Linked DNA regions of Zea mays: regions 1 and 2 are each linked to region 3. Evidence: chromatin contacts called from public Hi-C data. All regions are on one chromosome and are shown on one strand. Each heading gives the region's core, a stretch centred on a gene start, on an enhancer-like site or on the middle of the called end of the contact. The rest is flanking DNA. Distances are from core to core; before and after follow the strand shown. Region 1 holds the start of LOC100284001. Region 2 has its middle 150 kb from the start of LOC100273887. Region 3 holds the start of LOC100273887.

The links. Hi-C and Micro-C count contacts between places; a contact is called where the count stands out from the background.
Region 1: a Hi-C map of tassel shows a contact between it and region 3, with 2.6 times the contacts expected there. The contact joins the promoter of LOC100284001 here to the promoter of LOC100273887 in region 3. A contact is called at or near these places in 3 of 25 Hi-C or Micro-C datasets (ear, leaf and tassel).
Region 2: a contact with region 3 is called in a Hi-C map of ear, with 2.2 times the contacts expected there. The contact joins the enhancer-like site here to the promoter of LOC100273887 in region 3. A contact is called at or near these places in 2 of 25 Hi-C or Micro-C datasets (ear and tassel).

What each region holds. Positions count from the first base shown.
Region 1 is chr1:218,540,833-218,544,120 of Zm-B73-REFERENCE-NAM-5.0, reverse strand. LOC100284001 reads left to right here and starts at 1,499. Exons shown (of 3, transcript NM_001156899.2): 1 at 1,499-1,793; 2 at 1,920-2,335; 3 at 2,424-2,942. The coding sequence starts at 1,600. The coding sequence ends at 2,557. It overlaps LOC100217199, which reads left to right. Exons shown (of 11, transcript NM_001143558.1): 11 at 32-736.
Region 2 is chr1:218,260,889-218,264,174 of Zm-B73-REFERENCE-NAM-5.0, reverse strand. No RefSeq gene overlaps it. Among protein-coding and RNA genes, the nearest start is that of LOC100273887, 150 kb to the left of the region's middle. Within about 2 kb of position 1,339, at least 16 of the 20 cell types and tissues checked have an H3K27ac peak or open chromatin away from gene starts, as enhancers often do. A contact at or near this core is called in ear and tassel, where this site is marked.
Region 3 is chr1:218,411,638-218,414,986 of Zm-B73-REFERENCE-NAM-5.0, reverse strand. It overlaps LOC100273887, which reads right to left and starts at 1,421. Exons shown (of 3, transcript NM_001367343.1): 1 at 892-1,421; 2 at 208-717. The coding sequence starts at 1,219.

The DNA of each region.
Region 1 (3,288 bases), core at 250-2,749, 130 kb before region 3:
TCTAATTGGCTACCTATTTGCTTGCATTCAGGCACATGATGAGAGAAGCAGGGACTACACTCTTTCAGACCCTAACGTGCAGCTGCAAGCTGCTGCACAAACGCCAGTTCTAAGGTCTCCGGGAGTGGCATGGCAGAACACTGCATCAGTACCAGCTGCTCCTTTTTATGCAAGCACAGCGACTTCAACTCCTATTGGAGTTGGACAGGTGGCTGCTTGGAATCCTAACATGCAGGCAGGGAGTTTTGCATCTGCATCGACTGCATACCCCAACCAACCATTAATGGCCAACTCCATGCCTCACTATCCTGCTATTGGATCGAGTTCCGGTGCCCCACCAGTAGCATTTCAGGCTTCGCAGCAGATGACACAGTATAGCATGCCCCCTGGTGCTCCGCCGCACGCACCACCAGCTGGCCAATCGATTTACTACCCGAAGTAAGCGGTTTTGGTTCAATATTATCAGAGAGCAATCAGGCATTGTTACCTGCGACAATTGTGGTCCGCAAATGCAATCTTGCGAATTTTGCAAGTGCGCTGTAGCACTTGTAACTTGCGAGCGCCCTTCGCAAGAATGCATCAGCGTCTGCTGTGTCTGTAAAACTGTCAAAGATAGTGTTTACCTATTAGCTTGCATGGTATATTGGTGGTGAGATATGTTGGAGTAGTTTTGATGCCTCAAGAATCTCTTACGCATCTTTTTTTTTTAAAAAAAACTGCGCTTTGCTTTTGGTCTTGCCGTGCCTTTTGTAGCAAGCAGTGCTATGGTAGAGTACTGGAGCACCGAGAACGTACTGCTGAATCATTCCGATTCAGAACTTTAACTTGGGCACATTTTGTATGGAAATGTGCTGTTTATTCTTCATATCCGTTCCCATGCCAACCCATCACCCTGTGCGACAAAACAAACAATAAACAACGCAATCAATTGACACCCATCACACAATGCTGCAAACAAGTAATGAACAACGCAAACGTTGTAATCCCGCGAAACGATCCAACTAAAAAGCAGTACAGCACCAAGAGGCTACTGTTGGCTTCCAAGTCAACCGTTGATCCAAAACTGGCTACTGTTGCCTGTTGGGCTCCAAGTCAACCGTTGATCCAAAAATTTTTGCCGTGCAGGAAGATACTCTTGTCGGTCGGTCAGTGCCATGATTGCGATCGATGTTTTTTTCCTAGGCCACCGCAGCGCTAAATAATCTAAACAGGATCGATCTGGACCAGACATTCCTCACGCCTGCCTGTCCGACGTGGCAGCCAACACTAGCCATGGCTGACACTCCCATCCAATGGCAACACTCTCATTGATTCCCCCGTATCCCTCCCTGCATCCGGATAAGGATAACGCTGGCTGGATAAGAGACGGGGCTTCTCATTGGCCACACACGTATCAGACAGCATCCCGTCCGTCCGATCCGTCCGCACGGCGTATCTCCGCCGTCGGCCGCAGCCGGCGTCTCCTGGCCACACCCGCCGCCCCGGCCCGGCAGGCGGCAGTTTAATACAAACCAGGCTTGCTCGTGGCGGCAAAAAACCAACGTGCTTGATCTCCCTCCGCCACTCCATCCATCTCCTCGCTCCCAGTCCCCGGGAAGCATGGCGTCCGTCACCGCCCGCGCCCCGGTAGCGGCCCTTCGCCCGTCGTCGGCATCGCTCAAGTCGTCGTCGGCCTTCCTTGGCCACTCTAGCCGCCTCGGCCGCACCGCGTCTCCCACGAGGCGCAGCCTCAAGGCGGAGGCCAAGGGCGAGTGGCTCCCCGGCCTTCCCTCCCCCTCCTACCTCGACGGCAGGTCAGTGCTTCTTTTGCTAACTCTGGTCTGGCCACACTGGATAGCCCGCCCGCAGCGATGGCTGGCAGATGACTGACGACATGCCCATCGCCCATGTATGTACGTGTACGTACCGCGCGCGCGCAGCCTGGCGGGTGACAATGGCTTCGACCCGTTGGGCCTGGCGGAGGACCCCGAGAACCTGCGGTGGTTCGTGCAGGCGGAGCTGGTGAACGGCCGGTGGGCCATGCTTGGCGTGGCCGGGATGCTCATCCCGGAGGTGCTGACCAAAGCCGGGCTGATCAACGCGCCGCAGTGGTACGACGCCGGCAAGTCGGAGTACTTCGCGTCGTCGTCCACGCTGTTCGTGGTCGAGTTCATCCTGTTCCACTACGTGGAGATCCGGCGGTGGCAGGACATCAAGAACCCCGGCAGCGTCAACCAGGACCCCATCTTCAAGAGCTACAGCCTGCCGCCGCACGAGTGCGGCTACCCGGGCAGCGTCTTCAACCCGCTCAACTTCGCGCCCACGCTCGAGGCCAAGGAGAAGGAGCTCGCCAACGGTGAGTAGTAGTAGTAGTAGTACCGTCGGCCACTTTCCGATCCTTCTCTGACGACGGTTATGATCTCATCATCCGGTTCTGCGTGCAGGGAGGCTGGCGATGCTGGCGTTCCTGGGCTTCCTGATCCAGCACAACGTCACCGGCAAGGGGCCCTTCGACAACCTGCTGCAGCACCTGTCTGACCCATGGCACAACACCATCATCCAGACCTTCTCCGGTTGAGTCGAGGTCGAGGAGGGATACGATCCATCGCTGGTGAGCTGATATGGACTGGAAGGCAAACATTGAAACCTTAAGTTCCTTTCTGGATCAGTTTGTGTGTGTTGTTAATCTATCTGGAGGGTACAGATTCGGGCCGTGTTGCAATGCATGCATGGTCTGAAGGGAGCGAGGGCTGAGGAGTGACTGGTATGTACATTAGCTGAAGGGGATATTAAGGGTAGAGATCGTTTGATCAGTATCATCTGTATATCCCCATGCATGGGGTTTCGTTTTGTGCGCTTACTTCTGGCTTGCCAGCGTATGGTTCAATGTGGAAACACATGTATTAGTACGAGAACTAGTAGACTTATAATTAATATAAATCAAGCACGTACGACTTCTAGCTAAAAACAACTCAACCTACTCGGAAGCCCTGAGAATGGTAAGCAACCACATTAGGGCTTGTTCGGTTATTCCTATCCCATGTGGATTGGATGGGATTGAAAAAAATTGTGAAAGATTTTGACTTGTTTGGAATTGAAACCCATCCAATCCCACCCAATCCACATGGATTGAGAGCAAAACGAACAAGCCCTTATTCGGAAGCTACTTCTGTGGTGTGAAGAAAATAGCGTCCTATTACAAAGTGAAACAACCTCCCGATGCTACCTGGGAAAACAACCTACAGATCATTCATCAACAACCAACAAACACAGGCCGTGCGCGCGTGTGCAGACCAGGGAAGCCCATTA
Region 2 (3,286 bases), core at 90-2,589, 150 kb after region 3:
CTTCGTCTCAAGGCGTGTCACTATGCCGAAGCTCCCTGGATGGTAGCTTCGGCGTTGCTTCTGTGTTGATCTTCCAAATGTATTTCTTCTTACATGACCTTCGGCGACGAAGCTAACCCCCAACAGCCGGTTTGGGCAGACCTGGGCCGAATTAGAGTTTTCTTTTTTCCTGAAATTTCTAATTGTTTTTCTATTTTATTTTCTCTAGGTTTTCAATTCAAATTCAAACCAAATTTCAAATTCAAACTAATTCAAACATGTGCAACAATTCAAAGAATATTTAAGCTCAGCATGATGCAAACATTTCCTGACTCATAATATTTTAATTAACAAAAATAAATAATTAATCACTCACTAATTAAGCTAAATCTACTAAAAAGGAAAAGAAAGAGAAGCTAGAGAGAGATATAAGAGTAACACCTAAATTTGGTAGATATTTAGAAAGAAATTTTATACCCTAAATTCAGGGTGTTACGCCGAACCACAAGGGACAAGTCCACCTTGTGTTCACATAAAAAATAATGCATGCATACATGGCTCTACATAATTTCATTTAGGACAGTAGGACAGCTGACGAAGAGTTTTGATCAGCGTGATCGAGATGAGAACTGCATGTCTAATGCTTGAACTAATCAAGCTAATACAAGCCAATTGGGATATGATGGGGGAGAGGGAGACATGAATAACATTCAATACTAGATGCCAATGCATTGTTTGCTAGGAGAGAGTACTTTCTAGTGGAAAAATAAGGTGTATGGAATGATATAATTTTAATTTACAATTTTGCAAATAGGTGTATGAATCGATAGAATGCTAGAGAACCGTAAAAAGGAAAAAGGAAGACGACTAAACAAAAGAGGGTATTATTGACTTTGTCTATGCGAGAATAATAATCTACATACGTATAATCAAGACTACCAAACAGGTACATACAGATTACAATCTCAACATATTATAATTTGGATTATATAATCTAGATTTCTATAAGCTGAAACAAATATGTCAAAACATGTTTGTTTGGCTTTAATCCGCATCGGTTTCTACAACTTGGGTCTAATATAAACAAGTTTTTAAGTACTGTTCCTCCTGTGATTCGGACGTGAACGGCTTTTTTTTTTTTGGTCTGAATTATTAAACGAATCCAAAACTCCAGTGACTCACTGTGTCCTGTGTCCATTCAGAATGGACGGCCTAGCAAGCAAGCTCACTGTTGTCGATGGACAAGCTACTGGTACTACTCGTAGGTAGCTAGGGCTTGCTTTCCTGGCCTGATGCATGGACAGGGTACAGCCAGCTCCTGTACTAATCGGACAGGCCTAGCTAGGCCGGATAGGCAGGTAGCGGGAAGCCCATTTATATGCCCTTGACAACGTTGGGCAGTGGGTGGATGCATCCTATTACCCGGAGAATCCAGAGGCACCGTCCTGCACGGCGGACACTCGGCGTGCCCCGCCCCCCCCTCCTCTTATTAAAAAGTACAGAAAGTTGATCGCGCGCCCGGCGCTGTATGAGGAAAAGCGACACGCAATCACACGCGAGATTGTTCCGACGCGAGCAGAGGGGTGGGTGAGCCAGCGGACACCGGGTAGGAATCCTCGTCTGCGCACGACTTCGTGCGCGCGTGCGGCCGGCCAGGCGAGCCGACGTGACGCTGATCCACGCCCGCCAACCATTGCCGTCCCCGCCCGGTCACTCCTGCCCTGCCTGCCGGGTGCAGTGCAGGGCCCTTGAATCTTGATTTTCGTTTCCATGTCCTAGTTTAGCTATGTACAGTACGTGCATATATCCGTGTATAAGTATTACGTGGCTGCAGTAGCTCTCGGCCATCTTCTATGGCAATCCGTCGATCTCTCTTATACGGTCCACACCAACATCCTCTATATTCGTACTCTGTGTCGGCTGTTTATATTCTTCTCCATATCACCTTACTTTTGAGCAGCGTCATCTATTACTTTTGAACAGCGTCATCTATATATCGTCCTCTATACATAGATAAATATATTAGAGACATTTTATTTTAAATTTTTATACGTATATATTTGTCATACTCTAAAATATATCATATATATATATATATATATATATATATATATATATATATATATATATATATATATATATATATATATATATATATATATATATATATATATATATATATATATATACGACAGCACTAAAATGCACCTGGGTGCATTCTCTATATTGAATGCACCCAGGCGTAATATATAAATACACCCCGATCAAGCCTCATCGTGCCCTCGGCCGTCTTGTTCCCGCGCCTCCCTGCCTCCCGCCGCCGCCGCGCGCCTCCCTGACCTCGCGCCACCCTATACCCCGCAGCCACCGATCACATCCCTGTCACCGCGCCGCCGCCGTCTCCTCCTTCCTCCGATCCTCTAACCCTAGATCCATGGCCCCACCGTCGCTGCCGCACCTTGAATCGCCTCGATGCTCCTCCCCTAATTCCTTGACGATTGTTATGGCTGGAGGTGCTGATCCGATATTGCCGTCTCCGATTGCGACAACGGGAGCGGGTGTACGCGGCGGATCAGGTGATCCCTTGCATCACAAAACGTTGCTGACGCCACCGCCTTCAATTCCACCTGGATCGCTGGTCACTCCGGATGCAGCCCAGCTGTTCCATCCGGTAAGAAAAAAAACAATAAAAAATTGTTGCTCCACCGTGCGTGGTTTGTTGATTTTCTGTTGCATCGTTTGTTGCAAACTTGAGTCTCTGTTTTTACTCATTGATTACAGTTGCATGGTGTGTTTGTGTTCCAGTTGCAACGTTTGTTGCTTGTTGATTGCAACTAGGTGTATACTCTAATTGCAAACTTGAGTCTCTGTTTTTACTCATTGATTACAGTTGCATGGTGTGTTTGTGTTCCAGTTGCAACGTTTGTTGCTTGTTGATTGCAACTAGGTGTATACTCTAATTGCAAACTTGAGTCTCTGTTTTTACTCATTGATTACAGTTGCATGGTGTGTTTGTGTTCCAGTTGCAACGTTGTTTGCTTGTTGATTGCAACTAGGTGTATACTCTAATTGCAAACTTGAGTCTCTGTTTTTACTCATTGATTACAGTTGCATGGTGTGTTTGTGCTCCAGTTGCAACGTTTGTTGCTTGTTGATTGCAACTAGGTATATATTCTAATTGCAAACTTGAGTCTCTGTTTTTACTCATTGATTACAGTTGCAAGGTGTTTTTGTGCTCCAGTTGCAACGTTTGTTGCTTGTTGATTGCAACTAGGTATATACTCTAATTGCAAACTTGAGTCTCTGT
Region 3 (3,349 bases), core at 172-2,671:
GCTCATAGATGGGCTCCGCGAGCTTCTCGAGCTCGTCTGTTAGCCAGTGTTGCCGGCCGGACTCGGTGGGGGGCAACAATCAGCCGGGAGTTACTGTGCCAGCAGGGGCCCGCCTGTCATACATACATCATCCCATCCGTGGCGTGCGAGTGCGGTGTCGTGCTAGCAGGTAATGGCGGGCCGGGTAGGGATTGCCGGAGTGCTCACCAGGGAACAAGCAGAAGGGATGTATTTGCGTTGGCGGCGGCGGGTCCTCAGCCGAAGCGGCGCCTGGCGGGAACGGGAAGGTGCAGTATTGGTGGCGGATGCCGAAGCCGTAGGGGTCCGCGGCGAAGCTGTAGGCGGCGTCGTGGGCGTGGGCCGCCGCGGCGGCGGCCAGCAGGTGGTGGTGCTGGCCGACGGCGACGTCTCCCGCGCCCGCGCCCGGCGGCATTGCGACCGCGGCGGAGGCTGCCTCGAGCTTCCGCTGGACTGCCTGGTTGAGCTTGCGGCGGCGGTAGGCCGTGGACTGCTCGCGGTACTTGCGCGCCATGATGACGTGCCAGTGGTTCTTCACGGCGTTGTCCGTGCGGCCGGGGAAGAGGCGCGCGATCATGGCCCACTTGTTGCCGTAGAAGCGGTGCGCAGCCATCAGGCGCTCCTCCTCCTCGTCGCTGAAGGGGCGCTTGCTGATCCGGGGGTCTAGCTGGTTGAACCAGCGGAGGCGGCAGCTCTTCCCTGCGCAGCAAGCATTGCAGTAATAGGCCATGCGGAGCTAAACCTTGTTGTTGTTAAAATGTATGTATACAGTGTCTTTGTATGGGGATGGATGATCGGTGCAGCTGAGCCTGAGGCTGAGGTCAGTCAGATGAGATTACCACAATGCAAGATGATGATGATGGACGCGCGTACCGGATCTGCCGTCCAGCTTCTCGGCGATGAGGTTCCAGTTCTGGGGCCCGTACAGCGCGACGAGCTCACGGAGCTTGGCGTCCTCCGCTGGGCGCCAGTGGCCGCGCGCCGCGAGCCGGGACTGGCCGCTGCTGCTGCTCTCCTGGAGGTCGGCGGCATTGCCGCCGGCGGCAGCGGTGGCGGCCGTGTCCATGGTGGTGGTACCGGCCGTGAGCACGCGGCCTCCGCCCTTGGATGAGCACGAGGACGAGGCGGCGGCCTGGTCGGCCGCGGCAGCCGCTGGCGACACTCGCAGCAGCCATGTCGGGGCCGGCGACGAGCACGGCATCGTCGTCAGTTGCCGCGGGAGAGACGGAGACGAGTTGAGGATGTGCGCGCGAGCGGGACGAGCGACACTGCTCCCGTTTCTTCCGCAGCAGAAAACCGCACGGCTGGAGGTAGAGGAAGAGGCCAGAGCTACTCCTACACGCTACAGGGAGGCAGGCATCTCACTCTCCCCCACGCACGCACGCACCCTCTCATTCCCGTCAGATGGACGGATCGCTCGGGCGCACGCACTCCCCTGTCTAAAAACCGCAGGAGGAGGGGGAGGGGAGGGGAGGGCCGGGCGTAGTCCGGAGTCCGGAACGCGTGTGTGCTTTTCACTGTTGGATAGGCTAGCTGCTCCTCCTGGTGCTGGGCAGTGCGGGCGGGAATGGGGAGGGATCGTCTGTGCTGGCTCGCGGGACGCCGCGCCGGTGGTGGCTGCTGCTCCGGGTCGGGGATTGCAGGGCACGGGCACGGGCACGGGCACGGGAGGGGGATAGCTACCAAGGGTGTTGTTTGCAAGTACATACAGCTTGCTTGCTTGCTTGCTTTGGATCTCAATCAGTTTGCAAAAGAAAAGAAAGTTACTACTCTATTAACACATGTGTACTGCATATGGCAAAAGCTTTTTGAAAAGGCGAAGTGCAAGGCACGGAACTGGGAAAGAAGGGGTGAAAAATAGTCGTAGAGAGAGAGAGAGAGCACACTGGCGGGAGTTATTTTACTAGGGTTCGCGCGGTAAAAACTGGAGGCGGAGGAGGGGTAATTAAGGTAAGGGCGCAGAAGATCTTACTGCACGCAAGGCTTGTCACTGTCCCAGCTGTCTACTACTACCACCACACCGCCCGCTGCCATCTCTCATGGCTTTCACCGAGTTTAACAAAGCATCGGGCGTCCCCACCGCACGTGTAGATGTCATCTCACCACATGTGTGGCTTGCAAGGACGACGCACGGCCAGAGAGAGATAGAGAGAGAGAAGGTTAGCACTGTAGCCCGCCTGCCTGATCGTCGATCTACTACTACTTGCTACTGGTCTCTTTCTCTTTCTTCTCTCTCTCCCCCTCCCCATTCAGTTTTCACTCTCAACAGTGGATCGGTACGTCCGAGCGTACGTACGTGTACATGCGCCCAACAGTTTGAAGCGCGTGTACACACACACGGACGCTTTTCCTCGCGAATCGCGATGGAAATCTGGACGGGAATGGGAACCGGCTATTAATTACGGCATCCAATCATCAGCGGTAACAGAAACTGTGCTCTTTGCACGACGACTGGCCGGTGAATAATGTGTACTCTGAGGGCCAAGTAGACCTGTGCAGAGTTCAGTGGCTGCTTAGTCAAGTAGTAATGCATAGACAATATACTACTCTGCAACGCTTGACTGGCCATATAAAACGACCAGCTCAGGGAGGCTGCTGGGCCTTATTAAACACACACGCACGCACGCACAAACACACACCACCTTTCTCTTGACCGGGAGTTAATGTTTTCGTACTTAGCCAATAAAAGTACTCAAACTGATGCCTTTTGTTTTTTTTAAAAAAAAAGAAGAAAAGAAAAGAAGGCAGAGATCGCAATCTTCCAGCAGGAATCTCAAAGGAGCAGCAGGACGCAACGTCAAGTACGAGACCAGCGCAAATTAAATAGAGGCCCCTGCAGGTGGTGCATGCGGGTTTCAGGCAGCAGGTTCGGCCTATTTTCTTTTTTTTTTGTAATAATAATAATAATAATAAGAAACAAAAGCATGAGTGGGATTGTTAAATGTGCAGAGCTGCTGGGCGGGGTACGAGTCCCAACAATAAACAGGCTCTCTTGCATTGCTTTGAGTTGCCTGGGTAGTAGACTAGTAGTAGAGTAGATGAGATGATCTATCTCCCAGGCGCGGAGCCCTGATGCCTTGACAGAACATGCATGCCCTCCAGTGCTGTCTGAATGAGCCCTGCAACCACTACAGGCACCTATCTTTTCAACTGCACGGGGGGGCGCAGGCCCCGCGCACTGTGCCGCTGCCGCTCTGCCCCCGGCGCACGCACGCACGCACGGCTTCGTTCGTCCACACCCAGCGACATTATTGTGTCTCCAAAACTCCCGATAATAATAATAATAATATCATAATGCATCACTTGAGTTGAGGGCTGCTGTTCATAAATA